Regions from separate parts of the Sus scrofa genome. Here region 2 is linked to region 1. Evidence: chromatin contacts called from public promoter capture Hi-C data. All regions are on one chromosome and are shown on one strand. Each heading gives the region's core, a stretch centred on a gene start, on an enhancer-like site or on the middle of the called end of the contact. The rest is flanking DNA. Distances are from core to core; before and after follow the strand shown. Region 1 holds the start of MYD88 (myeloid differentiation primary response 88). Region 2 holds the start of XYLB (xylulose kinase).

The links. Promoter capture Hi-C pulls out the DNA fragments that hold promoters and counts their contacts.
Region 2: a contact with region 1 is called in a promoter capture Hi-C map of liver, with 5 times the contacts expected there. The contact joins the promoter of XYLB here to the promoter of MYD88 in region 1. A contact is called at or near these places in 2 of 5 promoter capture datasets (fetal liver and liver), 4 of 47 Hi-C or Micro-C datasets (liver, retroperitoneal adipose tissue and skeletal muscle) and 1 of 2 datasets of contacts at active chromatin or transcription factors (alveolar macrophages).

The regions. Positions count from the first base shown.
Region 1 is chr13:22,974,033-22,981,504 of Sscrofa11.1, reverse strand. It overlaps MYD88 (myeloid differentiation primary response 88), which reads right to left and starts at 4,554. Exons shown (of 5, transcript NM_001099923.1): 1 at 4,220-4,554; 2 at 3,205-3,330; 3 at 2,647-2,827; 4 at 2,371-2,462; 5 at 1,937-2,099. The coding sequence starts at 4,547. The coding sequence ends at 1,945. It overlaps ACAA1 (3-ketoacyl-CoA thiolase, peroxisomal), which reads left to right. Exons shown (of 15, transcript XM_003132103.4): 4 at 4,092-6,401; 5 at 6,617-6,710. The coding sequence starts at 6,225.
Region 2 is chr13:23,169,263-23,176,734 of Sscrofa11.1, reverse strand. It overlaps XYLB (xylulose kinase), which reads right to left and starts at 2,866. Exons shown (of 21, transcript XM_021071667.1): 1 at 2,659-2,866; 2 at 1,045-1,127. The coding sequence starts at 2,715.

The DNA.
Region 1 (7,472 bases), core at 3,305-5,804:
GCTCACAGCAATGCCGGATCCTTAACCCACTGAGCGAGGCCAGGGATCCAACCTGCGTCTTCATGGATACTAGTTGGGCTCATTACTGCTAAGCCACAGTGGGAACTCCCTGAGGCTGCTATTTCTAATTCTGCCTGCAGCCCTGCTAAGTTTGGGTCCTGTGAGGAGAAGGCCCGGCCTGCAGGAATTCCCTGCAAACCCACTGGGAACTACCCAAGGGGCCAGTTTCTCGTACCCAGGAGAGCCTTATCCCAGGTTACTGCTTCCAAACTCCATCCAGACAAAATGAAAACTGCTGATCCCAAAGTATAGAACTCTTTATTATAAACCTAGGGTACAGAAGGGGAGGTTACCAACAGAGGCATTTCTCAGCTCTCTTTAAAATTCTCCCAAAGAATACAAACCAGGTATGAAAAATACTTTCTTCAAATTGTTTTAAAATACTCTCCAATATCAACGTGGGGATAGGTGCCTGGCAGCTAAGTGCTTCATCAAGATCAGGCAGAGAGGGCCCTCCCGTCCCTCCTGAGACCTCGAGGTAAGGTGCTTTGCCCTACTCCTTGCTGGAGGTGAACAGAATGCCATTTCCTAGTAGATTTAGGGTCCTGAGTTCTATCCTGGGACAGAGACCCAAGACCATGACATTTCCTTCTCGAAGGAGAGTTCTAGGGAAACATACAAATCCCCCAGGGAGGGAAAATAGCTGTTGTCGCTAACTGGCTATGTGAATTCAAGCACCTCTTTCCTCACTCTCTGCTCCACTGAACGTGTAAATGCTGGCATTTCCAGAGTCTGGTTACGATGAAGAGGGAAAAAGAGAAAAAGAATACAAGCGTGTCCCATCTTTGTCCAGGGTTAAGCCCCCTCTCTGGTGGGACTGTCCCATCCAGCCGTATCCAGAAGCTGAACCCAGGGAAATGTGTGCATGAAGATGCCTGTATGTGTGTGCATGAAGGTGGGTGTGCACCTGTATAAGCGTCTCTGCGTGTGAGCTTGTATGTGTCCGTGTGTCCACAGGCTTTGGGGCAGGAGGCTCTTGTGTGGTCACTGTAAACTAGTCCCAGAAAACAACTTCGTAAGGCAGTTAATACAGAATATTGGTTGGAATGTTCTCTCTGGGCGGTCCAAAGAGGAAGGCTACCTGCTCATTCTGCCATGGTGAGCTGATGGAGATGTCAGAAGTTGGGAATCCCATCTCATGCAGGGCAGAGCTGAGCATGGGACCACAGGCACTTGACACAAATGAAAAGCAGTCCCAGACGCTCAGGCCAGTCTCTTGGGGACTTAGCACACTGGAGGTGGGCAGAGGCTGGGTGGAATCAAAGAGGCAGATGAGAGGTGGACCCATTGGGGAATCAGGCTTAATGCAAGATCTCCTTGTGCTGAGCCAGCCTGGTTCCCCATCTGTCCCTGGGGCAAGAGGAAGTGGGATGTGAGGTGGGGCAATGAGACCTCAAAGCATCAGCAGGCACCCTTGTGGAAGCAGCTGTCCCAGCAGTGCCATGGTTCCAGCAGTGGTCAGCATGTGCCAGGCCGCCAGCTCTCTCTCAGCCAAGATTTGTCTCCCCCAGGAGACTCAGAACAATGATTCCCTATTTCCCACAGTGCTTCGAACACAGCCACATAGTTCTCTACCGAGAAACTGAGGTCTAAGATGTGTGGATGGGTAAGAGCTGGCTCTTCTGGTCCACCTCTTAGTCCCAGCTGGCTCTGGTTTCCACTGTCCTGGCTTATAACCCAGCAAGCGGGCGTGCCACTTGCTGCTGCCTGTTCTGTTTAGGACATGAGATGTGATGTCCAGATATGTACAGTGGCTTCAGCTGGTCTGTGGAGTTGCCATGTCCAGGAATCAAGAGGCCAGTGGAGCACACACATTCCCCCTACAGCTGCAGAAGTACATGTACAGGCAGACAGATGGATGCACACCCAGGGACCCAGGGCAGTTCAGGGCAGGGATAGGGCCCTGGCAAGGCGAGTCCAGAACCAGGACTTGGTGCAGGGGTTGGTGTAGTCACAGACAGTGATGAACCGCAGGATGCTGGGGAACTCTTTCTTCATTGACTTGTACTTAACAGGGATCAGTCGTTTCTGATGGGCACCTGCAAGCCAAGGAGTGCAGAGCTGGCAGCAGGCTCTCACCCACGTGGGATGGGATCGGTCCCCAGTTCAGAGCTTAACAACAGCCCCCTTCCAACTAACCACCTCTGGCAGACACTCACCCACACAAAGGGCACTCATGTGCACACACAGAGTCATGTGTATAGAGACCTGCCGGAGTTCTTGGGGCTGCATCCATGGCCCTTGGTGAAGGAAGGCTGGCATTTTGAAACCCCACTTACTCCTCTGTGGCAAGAGCAGAGCGGAGCTTACCTGGAGAGAGGCTGAGTGCAAACTTAGTCTGGAAGTCACATTCCTTGCTTTGCAGGTAATCATCAGAGACAACCACTACCATCCGACGGCACCTACGGGAGAGTGAGCAGGCTGCAGGCACTGTGGTGACCTTGTTCAGCACACCCCCATGGGACAGCCTTTAGAGGTGTCCCCTGTTCTCAGGCTAGCCAGGGTCCAGCTGGGAGGATCTCAGCATCAGGATCCCTGGCAGGGCTTTGTACACCCACCCACTTGTCCCTTGGCCACCTAGCCAACCTCTTTTCAATGAGTTCACTAGCAATGGACCAGACGCAGGTGCCAGGCAGGACATCTCGGTCAGACACACATAACTTCAGCCGATAGTTGGTCTGTTCCAGCTGCCGGATCATCTCCTGCACAAACTGGATATCGCTGGGGCAGTAGCAGATGAAGGCATCAAAATGCTCAGGCATTTGCCCTGGGTGCAGAGCACAAGGGTTATGGTCAGAGCTCTACAGGATGGCTGGGGAGGAACCCAGTCAGGTGCCCCAAGACTAAGCACCCCTGGTCCCAGACCCTACACAATTCTGAGATGACACTATTCAGAGAAAGGGTCTTTCCTAGGAGAGGAAAGATGAGCACCCTACCCCCACCCCCCAGCTAAGCCCTAGGCTGACCATGAGACAGATACATCATATGAAACTGTCATGCCAAACCCAGAGATAAGACTACTACTCTTCCTGTTTCTTAGGAAAATAAAGCTCAGAGAGATTAAGTGTCTTGCCCAAAGTGCCACATCCATGCTCTTAACACCGCAGTGTCCTGTGGCCTAGGAAGGAAGTACTGGGCACTTACCCAGGGGGTCATCTCGAATGGTGATGCCTGACATCCAAGGGATGCTGCTATCTACAGAGTCCACCTGTAAAGGCTTCTCAGCTGCCTCCTGCTGCTGCTTCAGAATATACTTTCGGCAGTCCTCTTCTGTGAGGAAGAGACAAAGTGTGGCCAGCTCCCCAGAGGTACTCCGTGCCTCTTCCACAGTCCAGACCCAGCCCCTGTCCCACCTCCCAGGTCATGTTGGCTCCGGGGCTTCTCCAGCCCATTGGTGCCATCCAGAGTTTAACAGCTCTGAAAAGGTGAGCTCCCACCTGTCTCTGGCCATTGTAAAGGGATGTCAGTGGTGTTCTGGCTGTGATGGAAGACATTAAGTTCAGGCTTGTGTGTCTCTCTCTCTTTGCCCCCCTGACTCCCACTTCCTAGGTAGGGCTCCTGAGAATAGAATCCACAATCTGCTTCTTTTAGGATCCACAGCTGATGTGAGCAGGGCATATAAGAACTCAGGAGACTGGTGGTTTATGTGCAGCTAGGGCAGTGGCCCCAACCAAGCAAGGTGTGCCCATCTATGGGCCACTGTCCCCATGCCTGTGCAGATACGTGTCAGCAAGTAGCGGAAAAGGATGCATTTTCTAGGAACCTGAGGTTTCCAAGATTGTCAGCTTTCAGTCCCTTATCTGCCCTGCTGCTCTACTTGAAGCAGTCCCAAGTCCCCTACAGAGGATCCCAATTCTGATTCCTGGACCTGCTTGAAAGCCTTTGCCTGAGCTGTTTCCTTCCTTCTCTGCCTTTCCAGGCCTTCACCTCCTTTCTCTAGCCCCTATCATACCCGGCTATTGAAAGAGGGAACTGGTTCTGCGCGGTTCCCCCATACATGCTGCCTCCAGTGTCTCCCTCTTTACCCCTAGATTACCACCACCCTCCACCCCAGGCGGGAAAGGAGGGATGGATGCTGAGGCGAGTGAAGGTCAGCGCCTTCACACACCCCCACCCCCACCCTGGCAACTTGGATATGCGGCGAAGAGAACGTCCTCACCAATGCTGGGCCCCAGTTCCACCAGCACGTCGTCGCGGCCCAGCTTGGCAAGCAGCTCGAGCAGGCGGCCCACCGAGGCGCCAGGGCGTCCTTGCCAGTCGTCCAGCAGGCTGCGCGTGGGGTCGGGATGCGTCTCCAGCCGCCGGATCTCCAGGTACTCGAAGTTCATCTCCTCCGCCAGCCCAGTCCAGTCCGCAGCCACCTGCGTCCGCACGTTTAGGAAGAGCGACAGGCGGTGCCGCACTCGCACATTGAGCGCTGCCAGAGGCAGGGAGGACATGGAGGGGGTGGGGGGCGCGGACTCCGCTCCGGAGCCTCCTTCAGCCATGGCGGGCCGCCGGGGAGCCTCCGCGCTGTCGAGTCGCCTTGTGGGCCTGTGCTTCCTCCTTCCCATAAAGCCACCCCGCCCTCCTGGTCCCGCCCCGCCTGTTTCTCTTTCCGAGAAGCGCCACCCTGCCCTACAATCTGGAGCCCAGCAGATGTGTGGAGGTGGGGGACGCCCCGTCTCAGCTCTCAGGATCTCGGGGGACGGGGGTTGTGGAGCCTGGGAACCTGCCTTTTGAGGTCCGTGAAGCTGTCTTTCCTCCTGTCTTCAAGGGTCTGTTACGGCGGTGGGACGACGACCCTCCTTGGAGGGTTATAGGAAACAGGGACCTTGCCCTTTGCGTTCTGGTGGAATTACAACCTTTCCATTGGGGATCTGAGGGGTTCATACGGTCCTGCCCTCCAGAATGGTGGGGAAGGGGCAAGGGGACAGGCATCGGCTCTGCCGTCTCCCAAACACCAAATTTTGGTGGAACACGCAATCCTGCCTCTAAGACCACGGGGAAATCCTCGGCTGTGCACTCAGAGGTGGAGGTGGGAAAAGGCATACTGCCTTCTGGAGCCTGAGGACCCTTGAAAAGTGGGGGTCTCATCCTCCGTGATTGGGATAACAGGACACACTGGCCTTCCGCGTCGAAGAGAACCCCGGTACTACCCTCTGGGGTATGGGAAAACACATTTCCGCTGAGAGTCAAGCAGGCACCTGGCCTTGCTCTTCAGGAGGCAGGGAACGCCGTCCTGATCTGGGGAGTTTTGATTCATTCGCTCATTCGATAGGTATTTAGTGATCACCTGTTAAGTGTCAAGTATATTGCAGGCACCCTGGATACAGAGTCTTTCCCTGCCTTAGAGACCCCAGCCTAGTGGCGGAGGTGGGCACTAATCAAACCATCCCCAATGACTGTAAAATTGTTATTTAAAAAAAAGTATGAGGCCCTTTCTCCAGATAGGGAGCCTGTCTCATCTCGGCACCTTTATACGATCCGTTCTCCTACCGTCCCAGAGTTCCCAGTTCCTCTCGAAAGATTTCCCAGGAGAGCACAAGCTCGTCTGGGTTGGCTCTGGGCGGTCTCGGAATTATTTAGGTCCCCCAGCTTGGGGGAGACTGAAGAGAAAGTTAGGAAAGGGTAAGAGCGCCGAGCCAGAAGCTGTAGGCGGCGCTTCTGACAGGCCCGCCTTCTGTTTGGCGGCGGGCAGTGGGCAGGGTTGTAGGGAAAGGAAATCCTGGCAGTGGCGAAGTTTGGTTCAAGACACGGAAGGAACTTCTGGAGACCCGCCTCGGGTAGGCGGAGCTGCAAGCGGAAAGGTTTCGGAGCTGCAAGCGGTAAGGTTTCCGAACTGCATTTCTGGGCGGGGCTTCAGGAAAGTTCACCTACCGGCTCGCAGCTGCAGGCTCCTGTAGGCGGGCTTTGAGTGGAAAGATCCTCTTGGGTCCAGCTTTAGGAGGTTTGATTTGCGGCTGGGGGCGGGACCTCAGGCAAATTCGTCTTCTGGTTGGCTGGGGCGAGACTCTTTAGAGGGAAGGGCCTGTTAGACGCACGGAGCCGTGGGCGGGGCTTAGGAGCCGTGGGCGGGGTTTAGGACCCGGTGGACTTAAGTGTAGTTCCTGCGCGGGTGGTGGTCTATTGGCTTCGGTCTTCAGTGGTCTGCTGGCTGAAGATTTACCCCGCCGAGTTACGCGATGTGGAGGCTGCAGGTTGTGCTGGGCCACTTGAAGGCCCAGCCCACTTCGGATTTGGCGCCGGCGCCGCAGGCCGAACCTTGTAGCAGCAGCCATCCTCTGGCGTCGGCGGAGGACATAGTGGTGGTGCACGGACGGCGCACAGCCATTGGCCGATCCGGCCGCGGCGGCTTCAAGGTGAGGCCCCTGGCCCGGGGCGCTGGGTGTGAGACGGATGCCCAGGGAGGGCTGGGGTCTTGGTTCCTCTGTTCGGTTTCCCTCGGCGTCGGTAGGGTCTCCGCGCTCGAGCTGCGACCGCTCTCTCTGGGGTGCGACTTGGAGAGCGAGGGTTCCCGGGAATCCCGAGCTCCGCCGCCAGCGGGGGATTATCTCGGCCGCGCTTCTCGCTGCAGGACACCACCCCTGACGAGCTTCTCTCTGCAGTCATGACCGCGGTTCTCCAGGATGTCAAGCTGAGCCCAGCCCAGCTAGGGGATATCTGCGTGGGTGAGCACACTAATCCGGGCCTTGTGCTCGGGCTTCGCCTTCCCAACCCGCCAAACCCCTCCTCAAACATTGCTCCACCTGCCAGGTGTTTTCCCTGAGGGGAATGTCACAGATTCGAAGCAGCTGAATTTAATCATCTTTTTAGGTCTTCCGCCCTCTACTCCTGCCTCCGGTACCTTGTGCATATTTAGTACGGTATAAAGGAGGGGTGTCAGGTGATAGACATTTCAACGCCAAGAGTCTTGGCACAGGGGTTTGAGAACACCCTAGGAGACACAGAGACCAGGGTTTTCTATTCCTTCACTGGTTAAGGACGTCCTGTCTATGCAGAACAGAGGGAGCGTCAAAAACCATCTGGTCCAGGAGTTTCCTGGTGGCTGAGAGGGTTAAGGATCCGGCGTTGTCACTACATTGGCTCATGTCACTGCTATGGCACGGGTGCATCCCTAGCTGGGGAGCTTCTACGTACCACTGGCAGGGCCAAGACAAAGCAGAAAACAAAAAAATCGAGTCCAGCTTCTGACCTACAGATGGAGAAACTGAGGCCTGGGGAATTTTCAGCAGCGCTTAGACCTGAATCCAGTGCCTCTTGACCTTCAGTCCTTTCCCCACCTCTGCTGCTCCAGCCTGGAAACATAACATTATATAGTGAGAGCCTCATCATATAGATGCCACCCCTAGGTCAGGAATGATTGTTTCACCCCTGGAGTGCCAGCAGGGCTTGGTGGAGGACACTCAGGGTGTGCATTTTCAGAAATATTT
Region 2 (7,472 bases), core at 1,617-4,116, 200 kb before region 1:
CCTGGAACTTCCATATGCCACGAGTGCAGCCCTAAATAGACAAAAAAAACCCAAAAAAACAAAAAAACAAAAAACAAAAAACTCCAACAAAACCCATAAATAAGCCATGTTGGATCGTGCTGCGGCACAAAGGGATTGGTAGCATCTCTGGAGTGCTAGAACACAGGTTCGATCCTTTGCCCAGCAAAATGGGTTAAGGATCCAGTATTGCCGCAGTGGTGACCTACGCCGTGGCTGGGATCTGGTCCCTGGCCTGGGAACTCCATATGCCATGGGATGGCCTAAACAAACAAACAAACAAACAACCCCCCACACACACAATACAACAACGTCTCACACACACACACACACACACACACACACATCCCTATCGCCCTTCAGTGGGTAACCAAAGCTTTTAGGATAAAGATAAACTGTATTCTATGGCCTATATGGCCCAGCCCAGCTTCCACCTCCCTCTTTGCTCCCCAGCCACCATGGCCTTCTTCAGTCCCATGAATGAGCAGCGCTCCTTGCCACAGGGACTTTGCACATGCCCGTTCCTCTCTACCATCTATCACCTGGTTAACCCCACTCATTCATATCTTGGCTTAAGCACTACTTCCTTAGGTATATTCCCTAACCCATTCTCCCAAGTTTGTGTCTAATTCCTTTAAAATAAACAGATGAAGAAGATAGTTCCTTTCCTTCAATGGCCTTCTCTGAGTTTACAACCAAATATTCTTTTGTGAGCGTCTTTGATTAATATCAATCTCTCTCCCTCAGTTGAAGCTCTGGGAGAGCAAGGACCATATGCCTCTTTTTGGATCAGTATCAAATTTCAGCACAGTGCTGGCACAAAGTCTCAGCTATGTATATGAAGTAGTGAGCAGAATGGGAAGGAATGCAGGAGAGCACAACCCAGGCATCGCAGAAAGATGCTGACAGATCCACCAAGACCACCCTCCCACAGTTTGATGTAGCCAGAATAGTGTGGTTTACAAATGTAAAATGTTGAGGGAGGAGCCCAACCCCCGCCCCCATACTTACACACTAGGTACATACCTGAATTCTGGAAGGTCTCTGTCAAAATGCACACTATCCTCATAGAAGACATTCAGCTCTGCATCAACAGCAACAACTTTTACCTGGAAGGCATTTTAAAAAGTAAGGTAGGGGAGTTCCCATTGTGGCTCAGTGGAAACAAATCTGACTAGTATCCATGAGGATGTAGGTTGGATCCCTGGCCTCGCTCAGTGAGTTAAGGATCCGGCATCCCGGTGAACTGTGTGTAGGTTGCAGATGCCGCTCAGATCCAGCATGGCTGTGGTTGTGGCATAGTCTAACAGCTACAGCTCCAATTCAGCCCCTAGTCTGGGAACCTCCATGTGCCGGTGCAGCCCTAAAAAGACAAAATTAATTAATTAATTAAAATAAAATAAAAAAGTAAGGTACAGAATTTTCCTCAGTTTCTACCTGGTCTAAGGATATGAACATCACCAAATGTAGCTCAACTCGCTAGAAAGTGGTTCTGCCTGGAGACCTCCTTGAGGCCCGAGTGCATCACTGTAACCATGGTAACAGAGGTCTCATCGGGGGACATGTCCAAAGACTTAGTAAAATGAAGAAGCTGAGGCTAAGTCGAACACCCATGCAGCTCAGGGAATTTTTGTCCTCCAAACAGCCAGAGCCAAGGCCTTCTAGAGGTGGATATTCTTCTAGAGGTAGATAAGCTGGTTCCTATGTCAAGCAACGAGGTCTGAGAAAGTCCTAGAGGAGAAGGAATACGAGGTGGGTTTGGAGATGTCTCTGGGGCTCCGCACCTGCAGGGGTCTGAGAGATCAGGCAAGGCCCCTGGGCTGTTCCCAAGGACCAGAGACACTTCCCAATGGAGCAGACCTCCAAACCCAAGGGTACAACTCCTTTCTTAGACAGATGCAGAAAATGAGGCCTAGCAAGACAACCTGACCAAGGGTCACAGGGCTTTCTGGTAAGGGATTGGTCACAGCCTTGCTCCGGAGATCCATTCACAGAGAAAGGTTTGACTGCAACTGTGTTAATTTCCCAAGTTAAGGAGAAGGAGCCCCTGGACACCACAGGCCCAATCTGAAGGCAAATTTTGCCTCAGCTTGCCTGTCTGTAGGGCCCTGGGCACGCAGGTTAACCCAGCACACTGGTGCCAACCAATGGCTGTCACAGGTGGGACAAAGTTCATGTGTATACTGTGCCAATTTCGCTTTTTAAAAAAGGCTTCAAGCGGTGTTCTAGTTCTAGGTCACTGGTTCTGCCTGTGTGCCTACCTGTCTGTCTGGTCCTCTCTCTTACAGTAGCTGAATTCTTTGGGTTCCACCAACTGCGCCCAGGGGGCGTGAACCCTTTGGTCCCCAGGGCCCTCTGGGAGCTTTCCAGCTACGTGCCCGCAGGGTCCTGCGGGGGTAGGGGACACGGTGGTGGGGTGGGGTGGGGGTGGGGGAGCCGTTTCTGGAAGGACCGGGGGTCCAGGCCGGGTCACGGTCGCATCTCCCGCGCTGTAGGCACCGGCAGGCACAGCCGGGAAGCCCTAGAAAAGGCGCGCCCGTGGCGTGGCCCAGGGTTCCGGGTGCCTGGTTCACGCCGCCAGCCCGCCCGATGTTGCAAAGAGGGCGGCTACGCCCGGCTGGTCTGGGCCCGCGTTGATACCTGCTGCGTGCTGAAGTCCCATCCCAGGCAGCAGTGGCGAGCTGAGTGTTCGGCCATGGCTGCGGAGGTTCCGGCTACGGGTCGCTCCCGCCGCGGGACTGTCTGCAAGCTCCAACGCGGTCACGCCAGGGCCCGCCCCTCGCCCCGCCCGGCTGGACGCCAGACCCTGGGACCCCGCGGCCTGGCTCTCTGGCGCCGCCTGCCGGTGGGCAGGGCGGGGGACGTGCAGCGACTCAGTCACGGCCTGCTGTTCACACCAGGGTCCTCCACGCAGCCCTCTCCCTCCAACCCCATCCCGCCTCGCCTCGCCCCACCTCCCATCGTGCTCCCTGCAAAGGCTTGGCCCTAACAGTCTGCTTTCCCTCGGAGGACGCCTTGGCCAAAGGATTCACCTTTAAGCCAGCTTGTCCTTGCCTGTCTCTCTGGTGGCCCTGGGGACAGCCATGGCTGTCTCTCGTGCTGGAGAAGCTGTCCACTGATGGTGGTGACACAGGGAAATGTGCCCTGGGGATGGAGGCACTGGGCTCCAGCAGGCCCTGTCCTGAGCCAGCAAATTGAGTAATTCCCCAGCTCTGACATGTGCCACATCTCACCTCTGTATTTAAAGTCAGAGCCTGAGCCCCCCACCCCCTCCATCTGGGGCTCTTTTGTCCTTGAGATCAGCTGGTGTTGATGGTGTCACCTGTGCCATGCATGGTGACGGGGGGTGAGAACCAAATCAGACCCACTCCCTTAATTCCTACAGCTGAAGACACCTCCTCATCCCCTTATTCCCTCTGGTGTGTCCCCTGGATGGCCTCCCGGCACCTACTCAAGTGAGATGCTCTTCCCGGGAGCTCCCAGCCCAGCAGAGCCCTGATGGAATGGTCTGATTACCCGTATCTCTCTTGCTGAACTTGAACTGCTTAGAGCCCAGATCCTCCTCTTAGCCCAAGGTCCCAAGGTCAGTGGCAGAGCTGGACCCAAATCTAGAGAGTTTGGCTCCAGAGCTTAGGTGTTTAACCAGTAAACAAGACAATTTGCTGGAGAGCCTTGTGAGAAGGCCCAGGGGAAAATATAAAAGGCTCTCGAAGGCCAAGGCTACTGGCTCTGTCTCAGGCTGCCTCAGAGGGAGACCTACTCTTGGTGAGGGGTGCCTTTCTCTATGGGTTATGGCATCTGCCTCATTTTGATGACTCATCCTTTCTCTTAATAGAACAGCCTTTTCACTCCAGAGAAAACCAGAGGTGTGGAGGCCATTTGCCTGTGTAAGGAGACTACACACCCACTGTCTGATCCATTGGCAAAGAATGAAGATAGAATTTTTTCTTTTCTGGCCACAGGATCCTTAACCCCATTGTGCAGAGACAACGCTGGATCCTTAAACTGCTATGCCACAGCAGGAACTCCAAAGACAGAAATCATTTAGGGCTACACCTGTGGCATACGGAAGTTCCCAGGTGAGGGGTCGAATCGGAGCTACAGCTGTCAGCCTTCACCACAGCCGTAGCAACATGGGATCCAAGCTGCTCTGCAACCTACACCACAGCTCACAGCAATGCCTGACCCCCTGAGTGAGACCAGGGATCAAACCTGCATCCTCATGGATACTAGTCAGGTTCTTCCCCCCCCCAATGAATTTTATTACATTTATAGTTGTACAACAATCAGCACAACCAAATTTTATAGCATTTCCAGCCCAAACCCCAGCGCATCTCCCCACCCTCCAAGCTGTCTTATTTGGAACTAGTCAGGTTCTTAAGCTGCTGAGCCACAGAGGTAACTCTAAAGACAGAAATCTTAATTCTGAGTTATTAATACCTACAGTTTCCTGGTGGCCTAGTGGGTTAAGGATATGACATTGACACTGCTATGGCTTGGGTCACTGCTATAATGCAGATTTGATCCCTGGCCCGGGAATTTGAACAGGCCTCAGGGGAGGCCAAAACAAGAAAAAACCCAAGGTGTCCATACCACCCATGTTGTCCTCCTGTTGTTGATGCCCAGGTTGCAATGGCCTGAGGCTGGTCTTTTGCTTATCAGCCTCCAAACTTGAACCTGGATCCCTGCATAGAGCCTGTCAAAGAACTCCTGCTCTGATTGGGAACCGAGTAGAGACTGCCCTGAAGCATCTCTTATCAATTGACCAGATTGCCCACAGTCCCTAGCAAGGCTCCTATCCTCCTGGGGTCCTTAAGGGTACCACAACCTGAGGGCAAAGCTCAGAAGAGGAGTCACATAATCAGATTTGCAGATTAGGAAGGTCACTCAAAATGCTGTGTGGAGAAGGGAGACAAAGGGGAAGAAGGGAAAATTAGAATGTGTTTGGAGGTGGTCTGAACTAGGGCTTATGCCTCAGAGGTGCTGAGGATGGAGAGAAGCAGATGGATTCAGGAGATACTTAGAACCCCATGGACTGAGGGAGGGAAAAGTCAAATGTAATGCCCAAGTTTTCAGTTGAGGTGACCTGGTTAGTTAACTGTTTTGTTTTTTTGTTTGTTTTTGTCTTCTGTTTTAAGGCTGCACCTGCGGCATATGGAAGTTCCCAGGTTAGGGGTCAAATGGGAGCTGTAACCACTGGCCTACACCACAGCCACAGCAACTTCAGATTCAAGCCATGTCTGTGACCTACACCACAGCTCATGGCAACACCAGATCCTCAACCCACTAAGCGAGGCCAGGGATCAAACCTGCGTCCTCATGGACACTAGTCAGATTCATTTCCACTGAGCCATGATAGGAACTCCAGTTAGTTAACTGTTGATGCATAACAAAACACCTCCACACTTGGTGACCTCAAACAGTAATCTTTTCTTGTCCCTCAGATGTGAGCAGGTCACTTGATCCAGACGTGGCTCAGAGTAGCTTTGTTCCACATGTCTCTCATTTTTGCCTTCCTGGGACCCGCAGAGACTCCGAGCACGCTGTTCTCATGAAAGGAGGGGGACAGAAGAGGGTACAGTCGTGAGGCCTCTGAAGGTCTAGACTTAGAACTGCCTACTACCCTTCTGCCTTGACGTCACTGGTCAGTCTCATGGCCAGTTCAAAGGCAAGTGGTGGGGGGGAGGCCGCAGTAATGTTAGGGAACCATTGACTGAAACCGCCCACCTTGGCTAGGCAAGGGAGCAGCCACTTGAACGAGTTGTGTCACAACCGGAGGCCCTCATAAGGAACATGGTGCTGCCGTGAAAACTAACCAGGAGAATTTAGGAGGGTCAATTGGAGCGAGGAGACGACCAAACTCCCAGAATCCTGGGTGCTTGAATCCATTTTGGCTAAGAGGTGCCCTTGCCACCAGAAGGACCCTGAGCCAGACCAAGGACGGGCCCAGCAAAATGATTAGCCAGAGACCCGGAAACTAATCCCATTCCCATAAACCCTGAGCCATGTGGCAGAGCAGTTCTCCTGGGTTCCCTTTCCCAGCCACTCTCCCACCCAGGCGTCCCTTCCCAGTAGTTTTTTGTTTGGTCAACATGTGTGTCTCCCCGTCCAATTTATTTCCGAATGTTAGATAACAGTAGGGGTTTGGATGCAGAGAAGGGTGAAGAATTGGAGCCGCCAGTGCAATCCAGAGCAGGCCGTGAACAGATGGAGGGGTGTTCCATTCTGAGTTACGAAACGTGGGATGAGAGGCAGGTGTTGGGGGAAGATGGTGAGTTTTGTGAGGACTTGGTAGGTCTGTGGTGCCTGTGGGATGTCTGAGTGGAGACACTGAAGAGGCAGTTGGATACGTGGCCTCAGCTCGGGAAGAAGACAAGGATTAGAGTGTTACCATCTCCCAATGGGTATGGGCTAGATTGAACAGGAAAGGCTTACAATGGGTGTCAGGACGCACCCCATAGGTTTACAAGGGCTGTGCTTGCCCAGCTTTAAGACTGAAGAAAGAGCCCACCATCAGCAACAGAGACATCCATGGCTTAATGAATGGGGGAAGCTTACACATCTGAAGCAAGATCTTGGAGCAGCTCCCCAGGGTGTGCAGTGGACAGGAGGACATGGCGGCAGGCTTCACTTCCAGGGGGCGGGGGGAAGAGTGGGAGGTTACCAGCTATAAGGGAGAGGAATTGACACCAGGTGGGCTCTCTAATTATCAGGGAAACCACCGAGGGCACGCCCCTTACCGCCCCTTTCATAAGAATCATCACCAGCTGGGGCCTGAGGCAGGTATGTAGGAAAATCAGTCATGTGTGTCGGTTATAGATGAAGCAGGTACTGGTCAAACAAGGGATATACAGAGAGCAAGAGAACAGCCATCTTGGGTGGCCTGCCTATACGGTGGGACAGATGGAGAATCCCAGAGGGAACAGCCAAGGACATGTCCCAGTGCAAGAAGAGACTCTGAGAGTGGGGTGAGGTGGAAGCCCTTGGAAGAATTTTCCTGGGAGTTAGGCTAGACGGGGTCTATTGCTGCATGGAAACCTGTCCCTCAGTTTAGCAGTGAGGAGGCAAGTATTTGAAACCTCAGTAGGAGCATAGCCTAATAGGTATTATTATTATTATTGCTTTTTAGGGCCGCACCCACAGCACACGGAAATTCCCAGGCTAGGAGTCGAATTGGAGCTACAGCTGCTAGCCTACGCCACAGCCACAGCAATTGGGAATTTGAGCCTCATCTTCGACCTATACCACAGCTCATGACAACACTGGATCCTTAACCCACTGAGCTATGCCAGGGATCGAACCCACATCCTCATGGATACTAGTCGCATTCGTTTCTGCTGCACCACAATGTGAACTCCCATATTTTTTAAGTATTTGGTTTTTGTTTCCTGGTTTGTTTGTTTGTTTTGGCCATGCCCAGGGCATGTGGAAATTCCCTGGCCAGGTATCAAACC